Regions from separate parts of the Mus musculus genome. Here all the other regions are linked to region 1. The links are chromatin contacts, called in public HiCAR-type, HiChIP or PLAC-seq and promoter capture Hi-C maps. All regions are on one chromosome and are shown on one strand. Each heading gives the region's core, a stretch centred on a gene start, on an enhancer-like site or on the middle of the called end of the contact. The rest is flanking DNA. Distances are from core to core; before and after follow the strand shown.

The links. Promoter capture Hi-C pulls out the DNA fragments that hold promoters and counts their contacts. HiCAR-type assays count read pairs that join an accessible place to other places. HiChIP or PLAC-seq counts read pairs in DNA pulled down with a chosen protein or histone mark.
Region 2: an H3K4me3 HiChIP or PLAC-seq map of embryonic forebrain shows a contact between it and region 1, with 2.4 times the contacts expected there. The contact joins the promoter of Dtd2 here to the promoter of Foxg1 in region 1. A contact is called at or near these places in 2 of 39 promoter capture datasets (cranial neural crest and hippocampal neurons) and 2 of 115 datasets of contacts at active chromatin or transcription factors (astrocytes and embryonic forebrain).
Region 3: a HiCAR-type map of astrocytes shows a contact between it and region 1, with 2.7 times the contacts expected there. The contact joins the promoter of Nova1 here to the promoter of Foxg1 in region 1. A contact is called at or near these places in 1 of 484 Hi-C or Micro-C datasets (embryonic stem cells), 1 of 115 datasets of contacts at active chromatin or transcription factors (astrocytes) and 1 of 9 other capture datasets (liver).
Region 4: a HiCAR-type map of astrocytes shows a contact between it and region 1, with 7 times the contacts expected there. The contact joins the promoter of Hectd1 here to the promoter of Foxg1 in region 1. A contact is called at or near these places in 1 of 484 Hi-C or Micro-C datasets (embryonic stem cells) and 1 of 115 datasets of contacts at active chromatin or transcription factors (astrocytes).
Region 5: a contact with region 1 is called in a promoter capture Hi-C map of embryonic stem cells, with 4 times the contacts expected there. The contact joins the enhancer-like site here to the promoter of Foxg1 in region 1. A contact is called at or near these places in 4 of 39 promoter capture datasets (cranial neural crest, embryonic stem cells, hippocampal neurons and 1 more), 3 of 484 Hi-C or Micro-C datasets (cerebral cortex, cortical neurons and embryonic somatosensory cortex) and 6 of 115 datasets of contacts at active chromatin or transcription factors (the NIH/3T3 cell line, astrocytes, embryonic forebrain and 3 more).

The regions. Positions count from the first base shown.
Region 1 is chr12:49,381,737-49,384,289 of GRCm38.p6, forward strand. It overlaps Foxg1 (forkhead box G1), which reads left to right and starts at 1,271. Exons shown (of 2, transcript NM_008241.2): 1 at 1,271-1,650. Gm34304 (predicted gene, 34304) reads right to left here and starts at 92. Exons shown (of 2, transcript NR_168648.1): 1 at 81-92.
Region 2 is chr12:52,005,221-52,007,773 of GRCm38.p6, forward strand. It overlaps Dtd2 (D-tyrosyl-tRNA deacylase 2), which reads right to left and starts at 1,287. Exons shown (of 3, transcript NM_029545.3): 1 at 1,155-1,287. The coding sequence starts at 1,265.
Region 3 is chr12:46,817,485-46,820,037 of GRCm38.p6, forward strand. It overlaps Nova1 (NOVA alternative splicing regulator 1), which reads right to left and starts at 1,283. Exons shown (of 5, transcript NM_021361.2): 1 at 1,132-1,283. The coding sequence starts at 1,267.
Region 4 is chr12:51,828,272-51,830,824 of GRCm38.p6, forward strand. It overlaps Hectd1 (HECT domain E3 ubiquitin protein ligase 1), which reads right to left and starts at 1,265. Exons shown (of 43, transcript NM_144788.2): 1 at 932-1,265. It overlaps Gm5785, which reads left to right. Exons shown (of 4, transcript XM_011244243.2): 2 at 584-958; 3 at 1,019-2,284. The coding sequence ends at 1,870.
Region 5 is chr12:51,734,716-51,737,268 of GRCm38.p6, forward strand. The region is part of intron 5 of Ap4s1 (adaptor-related protein complex AP-4, sigma 1); the gene reads left to right. Among named protein-coding and RNA genes, the nearest start is that of Strn3, 44 kb to the left of the region's middle. Within about 2 kb of position 1,271, at least 107 of the 459 cell types and tissues checked have an H3K27ac peak or open chromatin away from gene starts, as enhancers often do. A contact at or near this core is called in the NIH/3T3 cell line, astrocytes, embryonic stem cells and 1 more, where this site is marked.

The DNA.
Region 1 (2,553 bases), core at 21-2,520:
AAATGTTTACGTAACCTGTCCTTTCCCAAGAATCCGGTTACACCGAATCATTTCACGCTAGACCGACTACGAAAACGTACCGGGCCGTCCACCTCTGAGGGAGCCCCGGGAGCCATTATAAGCGGTGGTGAGAAGGGGGGCTGGGGGATGGGGAGGAGTAGGTGGAGGAGTGAAGGGGAGAGGAAAGGAGGGAGGGAGAAGGGGTGGGTTAGTGAAAGGGGAAGAAGGGAGAGGGGAGGAGGAAGGAAGGCAAGCGCATTGAGGAACCACCAGGGAAAATGGGCCTGAGGAGGAGAAAAGAGTGGGAAGGGAAATGAACAAGACAACCCAGGCTCACAGATCTCTCTAGCTAGGTTGGCAAAGCTCATCACGTCGCCAGGCTCCGTGAGAAACCCCAAGCCTAGAAATCAACCTTTGGCACCAATGTGTTTTGCAAAGCTGATTGCTAGAACCCTGGCCTTTTCCGTCATGCATAGCTTGTTTTAAAGTCAGCGGATATGTAGGAAGAGATCCAAGCAGTGGAAGGATATTTGGGGACAAATAATCAAAGATCTCTTACAACACTCCAATAGATATAAAATTTGCTAGCTATTTGTAATTGTGGATAATTTTCGCTAGCGTTTCCCTCTCTTTCCCTCCCCTCTTTCTGCGCCCCATTTCAAATTTGGGGGGTGAGAACATCAGAATAACTCCCTATTATTTTGAGTATTGCATGTTTCTGGTAGATTTTAGTACCACACATAGGCCCTGTTTTTTCTCCTTCCTTTTTTTTTTTTATATCAAGACTGAGAGATCATTTAGCTAAGAGCTCATCAAAATGAATGCTGGCATGGGTAGAGTATTTTACCTTAAAGAGGAGGGGAAAGATACTCGTGACCTATGTGTCTCCACCTCCCTCTCCTCTCTGGCTACGGCCTCTGCTTACAACGTGGCGCGCTTTGAGCCAGTGAGGATTTGTGATCTGTGTGCTCCGCACTAAATTCCAATCCCTGGGAAATGCTGGGCCTTGGCCCTGGCCCTGGCCGCGATCTTTTTAAAGGCCTTGAATTACAAGCTACCCACTCGTTTCAACCTCCCCACCAAACCATCCCCCAAACCCCAGAAGCTAGGACTGTCAAATCCACCTTCCTTGGGCTCCCCAGAGCATTCCAGCAGCATCCAAGAAGGGTAAGAGCTGATTTCGCCCTACTGGTGTTTCAAGATTGAGGTTTTAAAGAGATAAAGTATTTGTGAAATGGGAAAAAGGAGCAAACATAGGATTTAAAAAAAAAAAAAACGGAAGTAGACGCCCACTCATATTTTCTTCAATGTCAAGCAAAATGAAAATATTTCCAGGATGATCGATCGCGGCTACCGGCTTCCAGTACTGCCTAGAAGCTGAAGAGGAGGTGGAGTGCCCGAGGAGACAACTGCCACCGGGTCACCCGCGCGTGAGCGCGACTCTGGGAGTGAAGCGAGACGGAGGGAGAACACACGTGTTACCTGCTTTATTTCGGGACTGTTTGGGTCTGTGCTCGCCCGGGGCAGCTCTCCGCCCGCCCGCCCGCGTGCGTGGAAGGCCTCCACAGAACGCACCCACCGCTCAGCCGCCCCCGCTCGCCGCCCTCAGCCCAGCTTCACAGCCGAGCTCGCCGCGGGCCGCAGGAAGCTGTAAGTACCGGCCTGGCCGTGGCCGCCCCCGCCCCACCTTCCAGGCCCCGTTCCCCCGATGCCCGGCTCTCCGGAGCTTGCTGGCCCGCTCGCTCCCAGGGCGCTGCCGGGGCCGCCGCGTCCCCAGGGTTCACGCCCTCTCCCGCACCCTCGCAGCTCGCCCCTCCGCCGCGCCCCCCGCCCCGCTCTTCCAGACAAAATTGGATACAAACTTTAATCAATAAGGATAAATATTGACGCGCAAAGGAAAATAATCCCATACAGGGAGGAGGCCACAGTCGAGCGGCCGCGGCCCGGGGCGCACGCCCCACGCTAATCCTGGCCGGGTGGGCGATCTCCCGCCGGTCCCCGCGGCTCCAGGCCTGGGCCCCGCCACCCGGAGGGGGCGGTGAGCGGGGGGCGGGGCCGGGGCGGGGCGGGGATGGGCGGGCCCTGGGCCCCCGATTGGTCGACGGCTAGCCAGACGCTCCTGCACGCCGGCGGCACTGATTGGTTCGGCAGTAGGAAAGGTTAAACCAAAAATTTTTTTACAGCCCTAGTGTGCGCCTGTAGCTCGGAAAATTAATTGTGGCTATAGCTGCCTCGATCGCTGTCTCCTAGCCTCGCTGCGGCCGCTCCGGGACGCGCCCGCCCGCCGCCCGGCTCTCCCCCCCTTCGGGCTGCCGCTGCTGCTGCTGTGACTGCTGCGGCGCGAGGAGGAGGAGGCAGCGGGGGAGGGGGAGGCCGGGCGCGGAACGGAGCGGGGCGCTGCACCCCGGGCGACGGGTTGCTTCTGCCTCTAGCCTCCCTCTCTCTCTCTCTCTCTCTCTCTCTCTCTCTCTCTCTCTCTCTCTCTCTCTCTCTCTATCTCCTCTCCCTCTCTCTCTCTCTCTCCCTCTCTCTTTCTCTCTCTAATTCTTGAGG
Region 2 (2,553 bases), core at 37-2,536, 2.6 Mb after region 1:
CTGCCAGGCCCACAGAAAGTTACAGGCTGATTTATTCAACATCAAATGATCCTCCTTTTCCCACATGGGGCTGTTGAATAAGCAACAGTGTTAGTAGTGTCCTCTGATGTTACTTTGTATTTTCCCCTAAGTCATTTAAACAGAGTGGTATTTCTACATGGGGTCTTGTCTTATTTTTACAAATTCCAGGAACTGTTCAGTTGCTTTTTCTGTTACCGTGGTCAATGCCTGAAGAAAACCCAATGATTGGGCTTTGAAAATTACATTTATGATAAGTTCTGTAGGAAAAGGTTGGTTGTTATCAGGAATATACACCTTCTCATTTTACATAATGACTTGAATATTTGTTTACTAGTTCCTGTAAGACAGTCTACAAGAAAATAAACAAGTGATAAATGACTTCGTTGCTACCACTGAGGGAATCGATTGTATGTTAATTTCCTTGGCTCACTTGATTCAGAAGCCACCACAAAGATTAAATGAATTAATAACTGCAAACTGCTTAAAACAGCGCTGAGCTCACAGTAAATACAACCCAGGTGTTTATCAAATGCTACATAAAAATAAATGGGAAGGCAGACACACAGTTATATTTCATGCTTTAACTTCCAAAGCTTTATACATGTTTGAGACTCAATTTAACTGTTAGCGACATTACGTTCAGCTATATCTTTCTGGTTCTAATGGTTTTCTGTGTAAATATAGCTAGCTCTGCACTCATACTTGAATTACCTGGGAAAAGATTTTTGTTTAACTATGTGCACTTGTGTGTCTGTGTACAACGGCAGGTGTCTGTCCCGCCTAGAGGAGGCCATCAGATCCGACCGAGCTGGAGTTACAGGTGGTGGTGAGCAGCCCCGCATTGCGGGATAATGGAATCTAAGGATCTACTGGCGGTGAGATTCCCTGAAAATTCTGAGAAGCGAGATGGCTCACGCTGTTACCTCAACACTTAATATACTAAGGCAGAAAGATCATCCGCAGGCTGAGAGCTGCAGAGCGAACCAGTGGGGCACAGGCCACCACCAGACGCCAAGTCCAAAGAGACAGCTAGGCAGCCCACTAAAGTGGGCAGACGGAAAGGGACAAGCTCTTCATCTCACGAAAGATGACAGGAAGACCGGCACGGTTCCGCGGATAGGGCCGGGCGTTACCTCCACCCACTGCGCCGCGGCGTCTCCATCGGCCGGGCGCACTTGCAGGCGAGCGTGCAGGCACTGCTGCAGGAGCGCACGAGCCTGGGCCACACGACCACCGTCCGCCATGGCGCGGGTCCGCACTGCGCATGCTCGGGTAGGCGCCTCCCACTGCTCGTGGCCCCACCTAAGTGGGCGGGGCCTCCGCCTGGCTCTCCGGAGTCCCGGATGTGGAATTGACCAGCTTTGGAGCTTTGAAGCTTCAGTCTCTTGGAGGGTTTTTGTTTAGAGATCTCTGTCTCTCCTTCTCTCCCTCCTTCTTTAACCTAATCTCATCCTCGAATGCCTCGTTTTTAGTTTTGTTTTTGGAGGTAGGGTCTCATAGAGTCGGGGTTGGTCGCAATAACCACATAGCTGAGGCTGACCTTGAACTGAACTCCTTCTCCCAATTGCAGGAATTACATGTGTGCCCGCCCACAGCCCCACCCCACCCCATCCTGCTCTGCTACCTGCTTCATAGCTTTTGAAGAAATATTTTTCATTTCAGAAAGCTTAGGTTTCCAGGTATTGGAAAGAATGTAAGTCAGAGTTAAATCCATTCTATATTTATTATAAAGACATAACTAGAATGAGATCAATTGATCTCAAAGCAGGCAGAGAGGGAACTTAACCTGTGGGTGGGGGACAGATGCAACTATAGAAGGGAGCACCTAAGATGTGGGACCCCGATTTAGAGCATTTCTCCCTGGAAGGTAAAGCCCCTGGGACGTTCCCCAAGCTTGTTTTCCCTGATCTCTAAAAATACAGCCAGAAAGAAGCTCTTTGTTCACTATAGCCAGCAAAAAGCCTTTTTGTTTCTATACTTTACAACCAGAGATGCCTGCCTTCCTGTGCCGAGGACACGGGAGATAAAAATTCAGAAAGAACTCACTCCTCACTCCTGCCTTGTAAATTTCACCAAGGACACCTGGAAGAGAAGAACTCTCCTCCCAACTCCTTCCAACTCCTCCCAACTCTTCTCAACTCCTCCCAACTCTTCTCAACTCCTCCCAACTCTCCTCCCAACTCCTCCCAATTCCTCAGCTAGCTGTTAAAAGCCCCCTACTGTCACTGCTCAGGGTCAAACTCCCCTGCCCTGCATGGCAGAGGGACTTTGTCCTCAGCTAACTGATAATAAAACCTCTTGCAGTTTGCATCAGGTGTGGTTTTCTCTCGGGTCACTGGGGTGCTGGCCAGCTCATCCCGGGACTTGAGTGGCGGCCCAGCTTCGGTGTCTTACAAAGACTATTGGGAAACACAGAGATTTACATTTTATTTATAACAGTAGCAAAATTACAGTGATAAAGTAGCAATGAAAATCATTTTATAGCTGGGCAGTGGTGGCACACACCTTTGATCCCAGCACTCCAGAGGCAGA
Region 3 (2,553 bases), core at 33-2,532, 2.6 Mb before region 1:
ACTGGCTATATCCGACTTTAAGTATACAAAACAACCATCTTCCTGCAAAATAGTCCACCCAAACTGTAGGGAGTATTCCAAGCCGTGAGAAACTGCCAAGGGGAAAAAAAGCGTCAATGTGGTGGACTGAGAATCTAAGTAATCCCGATGTATTTCCGCGGCACTTCTAAGTCTACTATGATCTCGGCTAAGCTCATTAATTAAAAGACCTTAAGAAGAATCTTGCCAATACTAAAAAGCTTACGAGTTATTTATTCTAAATACACTCCAAAGTCACCAAATAGATAACGCTCCATCTCCAAAAGAACCATAAAACGGAGACGGGGGCGGGGGGAGGTTCGATGAGCCGTGAAAAAAAAAAAAGAAAAATGAAATGTTTCAGAAAATAAAGCCAACTCCATAAACTTTAGTTTCCGTCAACCTGATCACGTCTTAAATAGGAAACTTCGCGGTAAATCCAGCTCTTTACTGGGAACGAGTATTCCGAATTTTTTGCGATGTGCCACTCACAAGACCCCCATCCATTTCTAATGTATATGCTGGAGATAAATTCACCTCTGCTTCGATGCATTGGATGCATTGTTAAGATGACTCCAGTGCAAATGAAGAAGCGATAGCGGTCCCGTTATAACTCATCTTCCGAGGAAGCGCAGGATGTTAACTAACAAGTCACCGTACCAGACACCCCCCTCGTATGCATACCCTTGAAGACAAATCAATGCGATATTTGTACCGACCATGTAAGTGCGCTCAGGGCATGCACTCATCAAGATTTTGCATACTACTTGTGGCCCAGAGCAAGGGGATGAACAGAGGCAAAAGTCTCCGGTGCCCCCAGCATCTGCAAGCCGCTACCCAAGTGCCATTTATTTATTTATTTGATCAGACTGTTAAATGCAGCGCGCATCTTCAGGCGGCCATCACCTCTCGCGGGGGGCGGCCCTGGGAGCGGACCCTGTCGCCGGGGCCAGCACCGGCTGGGGCGAGCGGGTCGGCTCAGAACCCCGGGTCGCCATCTTGATGAGACGGGGCCGGGGCAGGTGCAGGGGAGGGGGCGCGGGACGGCCGGCGGCAGCGGCCACGGCGCGGGAGGGCGGCGGGGACGGGGCGGGAGGCGGAAGCGATACCCACCGCCCGTGTTGGTCCTCTTGGTGCTGCCGGCTTCAGGGGGCGCTTCAAGCGGCCTTTTCCGCGAGTCCGGCGGGTCCAGATCTATGGGAACCCCCGTATGGGTCCCGTTCTGCTGAATGGGAGCTGCCGCCATCATGCTTGCAGTTCCTGCCGCTGCACCGGGAGAAGCGGCTCCCTTTTGTTTTGGCTTTTTTTTTTTTTTTTCTCGTTTGGGGTTGCTAAGGTTTTTTTTTTTTTTTTCTTTTTTTTTTTTTTTTTTTCTTTAATCGGATCAATAGCAGTCTGAGGCGGCGAGCAGTGTGGCTGATGTGCTCACTGGGGAGGGGGCAGGGCGCGGAGCAGCTGCAGTGCAGTGTCGGCTAGGAGCGGGAATGGAGGGGGTGTGGGAGCCGGAGGGTGAAGAAGGAGAAGAAAGCGGCGGGCAGAGCGGGAGTGAATGAGCGGAGGAGGCGCGGGCGGCCGGGAGGAGGGCGAGTGAATGAGCGGGAGGAGGAGCGGCCGCGGGCGGCCGGAGCGGCGGACCCGGCTAACGCGGCGCTCGCTCCCGCTGCTGCCGCCGCCGCCGCTGCCTGGGCGCGTGTGCCGCCTGCGCTGCTCCGCGCCGCTGCCGCCCGCCCGCGCTCATCGTGTCTCCCGCGCGTGGGGGGCGGCGGGCGGGGGCCGCGAGGGGCCGCGACTCCCACACGCGCCGCGCGGGGCCGGCCTCCGCGCCGGAGTCTCCGCCTGCGGGGCGGCGGGCGCGCGCGGGCTTGGCGGGGGCGCGCGGGCTTGGCGGGGGCGCGGAGCGGGCCGGGGCGCTCCCGCGGGGAGGCGGGGTGAAAGGTCGCGGGGCCCAGGCAACGCCGCTCAGGCAAACGTCAGCGGCTTGCCGCGGAAACCCAGGGGTCCACAAAACGCGCTAGGCGGGGAGGCGGAGCCGTGCGGGGAGTGACGGCAGCAGCAGCCAATGACAGCCGAGCGAGGGAGCCGGGCGGGATCCTGGTCCAGCTGGGACTTGGTGGTGACAGTTTGGGCTAGTCCGGGAAGGGCGTCTGAGTGACCGCGGGGAGGGGTGGACGGCTCAGGCAGGAGACCAGAAACCCAGCTGGGACCCGGAGAGTTCGGCAAAAGGCATTCATTAGCATCTCTGGGAGGCGGTTTTCTAAAGGAGATGTCATCAGAGGATTTCTTTCTCGCACCGTGTGACACTGTCGGGGACTTACTGTGTCTTGGCGCCTTATGTGCTTTCGGGAGCAAGCCAGGATATAAATAAATAAAGCGATATGTGGTCTCCACAGGGACCCGGGAGGCAAACTGAAGAGGCAACAGCTGAGGGTGTACGCAGCTTCACACACTGCACGAAACACAGATGAAGGCATCTGGGCACCCACGACTTACATAGCTTCGGGCGGTTTCAGGATCCTGATCCTCAGCCCTTCCACA
Region 4 (2,553 bases), core at 15-2,514, 2.4 Mb after region 1:
AGATCCAGTAGTTTTAAAGACCACTTTCCAATCCAATTCTTCTTCGGATTGAATTTCCCTTCTCACGAGTTTTGAATTCTCAAACTTACTCCTAAAATATGCCCAAATACAAACAGTAATTAGATATGAAATCTACCTATGCGGAAGTAAATACTGATAAGAACTTCTGGTAATCTAGGCAAATGTTCTTAAAACTTTTTTTTTTTTGGGGGGGGGGCTTGATGCTAAAGTAAATACAACTAACAGGTTACCACCCCCCCCCAGGCAGACGGACAGACAGGCAGACATTCTTTCTCCCATAGGATGGGGCAGTTAGTTTTTATGTAAAAAATTTTTTGAGAAGTAGTCTAGGCAGGCAAGTCATTACAAAAGCTTCTAGATGCCCGACCAAAGGACAGCGTTGCGTCCCACGCAATCCACCTGCCGGTGTGGGAACCTAGAGGCGGGTCGCGGTGGGCACCCATCGGCCGCGCCCGGCGGGGCTGCCCCATCGTCCTCGGCCTGATCAAGGCCGGAGCCGCGACGCTGACAGCCAACCTGGCTAAGTTAGCTACCTGCCTCCGGGCGGAGGGCGAAGTTCTAGAGAAGCAGCAAACCTGCGAGCTCAAGAGGAAGCCGCCGAGCGGCTGGGGTGCGGGTCTCCCGGAACTCGGAGGCCCAGCGGGACGTCCCCGGTCCCCGCCGGGCGGCTGAGCCTTACCAAGGACAAGGAGCGCGTAGCCGGAGCTCCGAAGCCAACAAGCCAAGCCCCGTAAGGCCCGGAGAGGGGAACAAAGGGCCCGATACGCAGAGGCGACGGCGGAAGACCGACCTCACCGCGCTGGGGTCCAGCTCCGCGCCCGCCGCTGGACTCGGCGGCCCGGATCCTCGCGCAGGCCCAGCCTGCCGACAGCGCCTAGCGCCCCCGCCTACCCTGACCGCAGGCTCTTACCCTGGCTCGCCGTACCAAACAGCTCCGGTCCAGCTCCAAGCAGGCCGCGGGCAGAGCCTGGCCCGGCCGCGGCCCTCGAGTTCCTAGGAAACCGCAGGCCGCGCAGGTCGAGCCAGGCAGGCGGCACAGGAAAAGCCGTGTCTCGTCCCTCCCCTTCCTCCGCGGGGACCCGGTGACAAGGAAGCGAGAGGCTCCCCCGAGCGGCGGCAGCCAGCGCGGGTCCCGACCCCAGCACGCGGCTCCTCAGACCCTGCGGTTCAGAGCCAGGTCCGCGCGGGGCCGTCGGCGGCAGCGGGGAGACGCCGCGTCCATCGCCAGCCGGGCGGGGGCAGGAGAAGGGTCGGCCGAGCGCCGGGCGGGGAGGCTGGTGAAGGCCGCGCCGGCGGAGGCGGAGCGAACGCCTCCCGGCCGCCCTGCCCGCGGCCACCTGGGGCGCTGCGGAGGCCGGACCCCGCGGCACGGGGCGACGACGGGGGGCGCCGGGCTCCTTCGGCGGTCGGCTACGGCTCTCCTCAGCCCGGCCTCCCGGCGCCCGAGTCGCCGCGCTGTCAATCCGCGCGCGCCGCCAGCAGCTGCTCCGCGCACGCTCCGCCCGTCTCGCCCGGCGCGAGCCGCTCCGGAGTCCTGCGGAACGGAGGCCACCGTCTCGCAGGCGCTCGGCGTGCCCGGGTCACCCCCTCCTCCGGACTTTTAAAGCCAGCGGTTTACCAGAACGCTTCCCAGCGAGCCTGGGAACTCGGCGAGCGCTGCGCAGCCGGGCGTTATCGCCTCGGCGCAGATGGGACCAGGACGGCTGCGGGAACTCGTGCCTCCTGCCTGCCCACCGTGGAGTCCCGGGAAGCAGCCAGCATCGAGGACTTCCCACACAGTTGCCTTCGGCTCGTGGTCACTTGTACTTCCGTAGTTATTCCCGTCAAACTTTTATTTCATGGGCGTTGAAAAATCAAATACTAGCCGCTGCTAGTGGAGTCCTCACGTAACCGTGACACTAGAGAACTGGAGGCTGGAGTTCAAGGTCATCCTTGGCTACAAAATGAGGTCGAGACTTGTCTGGGCTACAGGGCGGCGACGGTGGTGATGAAGAAGGAGCAGCCAAGGGAGAGAAAAAGAGGAAGAAAAAGACTCCATACTGAACTCATCCTTTGAACAACAACAACAAAATAGCAGTAGATACCTAATTTTAGGAAAGAACTGTATGCAAAGACCGAGGCTAGTAGTTTTCAACCCTGGCGGCACATTAGAGACACCCGGAAAAGTTTTCATTAGAAGAGTTTTAGATCCACAGCAAATTGAACAGAAAGTACAGAGAATAAGTTATGGCTACCCTGTTCTGTATCATGTGTTCCTGGCCAGGTAGGGCTAAGGACAGAGAGTTCCCACTGATCTCTTTGTTTATGGTTTTGCCCTTTCCAAAATATCGTTTCTAGTTGGAATTATTCACTAACACTCTTTAAGGATCCTCTGTGAGTTTTTATAGCTTGGTAGCTCATTTATTTGGTGTTGTGTTGTGTTTTGTTTTGTTTTGTTGTACTGGATTTTTTTATTTGGTTTTGTTTTTTACTTTTTGTTTTTCTTGTTGTTTTGAAGTGGGTATGCTTATGTAACCCTGGCTGGCCTAAAGT
Region 5 (2,553 bases), core at 21-2,520, 2.4 Mb after region 1:
GTCCACTGAGCAAACCGTCCCCCTGAGACTGAGCACCTCAGTCGCCCTATGTGGAATAAGCGCCTCACAGCATCCTCCCGAGTGCTGACTGTGACGCACCACCCCCAGCTCTTAGCTTTGCATGTGTTCTCTGACATCCAAGGTACCACTCCTTCTGCTACTATCTCTTCCAAAGCCCTCTCTCTGTCTCGTCCTACTCACGTTGTCCCTTGCGTCTTGGTTATGTTAGTCAAAAGTAGTAACAAGTTTCACGAAGCAGCAGGAGTTAGGGCTCGTCTCCCCCGGTGCTGAGCTGGGCGTGGTCCACTGGGTGAGCACTAGCCTAGCATTCCTAAGGCTCTGCGTCAACCCCAGGAAAGCAAGCTAGTAAGAAACACAGACAAACCCACAGCTTATATTCATACTTTAAATTTTTTTTTTTTTTTAGATTTGATGCATTTGGGTGTTTTGTTTGTATGTATTTCTGTGTGTCACATCTGTCCCTAACACCCAAAGGAGTTCAGAAGAGGGTTTCACATCTCCTGGCTCTAGAGTTACAGATGTTTGTGAACTGCTATGTGGTGTTCTTAACTGTTGAGCCATCTCTCCATCTCCCTAGAAGAAGTGATTTTGGTGTCTAGGCTGGGCTGTGCCTTGCAGTTGTTCTGAAATTCCATTTGACCTGTTTTGTTCCATTCTTTCACTTACTAAAGACGATTAACACACCATATTCTTATTTAACAATCCTGTAGGACTGAGTATGTGGGAAGGCAGAGGCAGAAGGGTCAGGAGGTCAAGGCCATCTCCAACTACCATAGCAAGCTCAAGGCAAGTGAGGCCACCTAAGATCCTAATCAGGAAAATAAAACATAGAAGAAGCCGATGTTTTAGGAGCAGGAGATCAGCTCTGTGTGTAGGTCACATCTAGTGTTCTGTTACAGTTTGCCTTCCTTAGAAATCCATGTTCTTGGGTTTCCATGTTGAGAAACCTGGGATTTAGTAAAGTTGTATGTGGTCTTCAGGGTCAGTCATGTTCAACCCAGGCTGAAGGAAGTTCTTTCCCTGGTTGCTTGAATTAATGGACCACAGTCCAGTTCATTCTTGCTTCCTCCTGTTCCAAATGCCAGAGCTGAACTATTTGCCTGTGTCTATTGCCTTGATATATAGGCTTGGCATATAGGATACATTTTTGGTCCCTGGCATATGGCCCAAACACTACTAATCTTGGCTCCACCAGTGTGTACAAGTTGCTCATAATCCAAATCAAGATATGAACAACAGCTGGATTCCTATTTTAAAGGAGGCATGTGACTGCAGGGAGCCGTCAGATGTCAGGCCTTTGCTTTGCATTGAGATCCGGTCTGGGTTTGCTCGTTAGGACTCCAGCCAGATAGCCAGGCAGTTGTGAGCTCACAAGACATGACCTCACTGGCTCACTCGTGTTTCCAGGAGGCTGGGAAAGACAGGCTCGCCACAGGACCTTGTCCTTGCAATGTGGGGGTGCCAGTGGCTGATATGCTTCAGCAATAAAGTCTGATTCGAGTTTCAGAACACTCCGCAGTTGTTCAAGGAGACATCCAAACAACGGCTGTTTGTTTTGCTGAAGATGTAGGAGTTTGATCAGTGAGACAATTTAAACAGATAAAATGGGATTTCCTGATACAGAGACCAGGAAAATAAGCCATTAAAGCCCACTGCTCTCCATGCCTACAGAGCCCAAGGGCCTGTTTCATTCAGCCACCCGAGCTGCTTACCTTCTTTTTATTTTTTGAGACAGGCTGCTGCTGTCTATCCCAGGCAGGCCTCTAGCTTGCTTTGAGGTGGAAAATGACCTTGAACTTGTGATCCTTCCTGTCCTCACCTCCCCAGAGTGGAGATTACAGGTGTGCATTCCTGCTCCTAGTTTAGAGGGCGCTGGGATCAAACCCAGGGTGTCACAAGCGCTAGCCAGGCAAGCACTGCCCACTGAGCTGCACCCAAGCCCAGCTTCAGCTCAATTTGCCTGACTGGGTTCCCATTTTGTAGCTTAGAAACTCTGGCCACTGGTTCTGATGAACAGAGCTGAACCTAACTTCATTCCAGTCCTACTTTGGCCTAGGACAAAGCAATCATCTATATAATTGGAAGATATTATTAATAGGTATATCAGAGCAAAGGTTTTTTTTTTTTTTTCTGGGTCACTTAGGGACAGTTCCCATCGGCTCCTGAAAAAGTTTATTCTGCTAGAGGGCTATTTGCACAGAACTTAATGAGATGTTAACAGAGTCTAATGGAAACTGAAGTCATTCACAGGCTGTCCCATTCTCTGTATTCAGACTTCACTGAACAAGTACAATAGAGACTTTGAATATCAGGAATTGAACAATGTCAGGCAATGATTTGTTTGGCAAATATTCACTAATTATAAACTCACTGGTGTTTCTAATCACCAATTTGTCCAATGAAGTTTTTCCTTTGAAGCAGTTGTTTCTTTTTTTTCAAACAGCTCTTTAAAAACAGAATCTCAGGTTTCAAATGTAAAATTAAGAAACATCCAACCATGGCAACCATCTTGCTCCATAATTAGATGCTCAG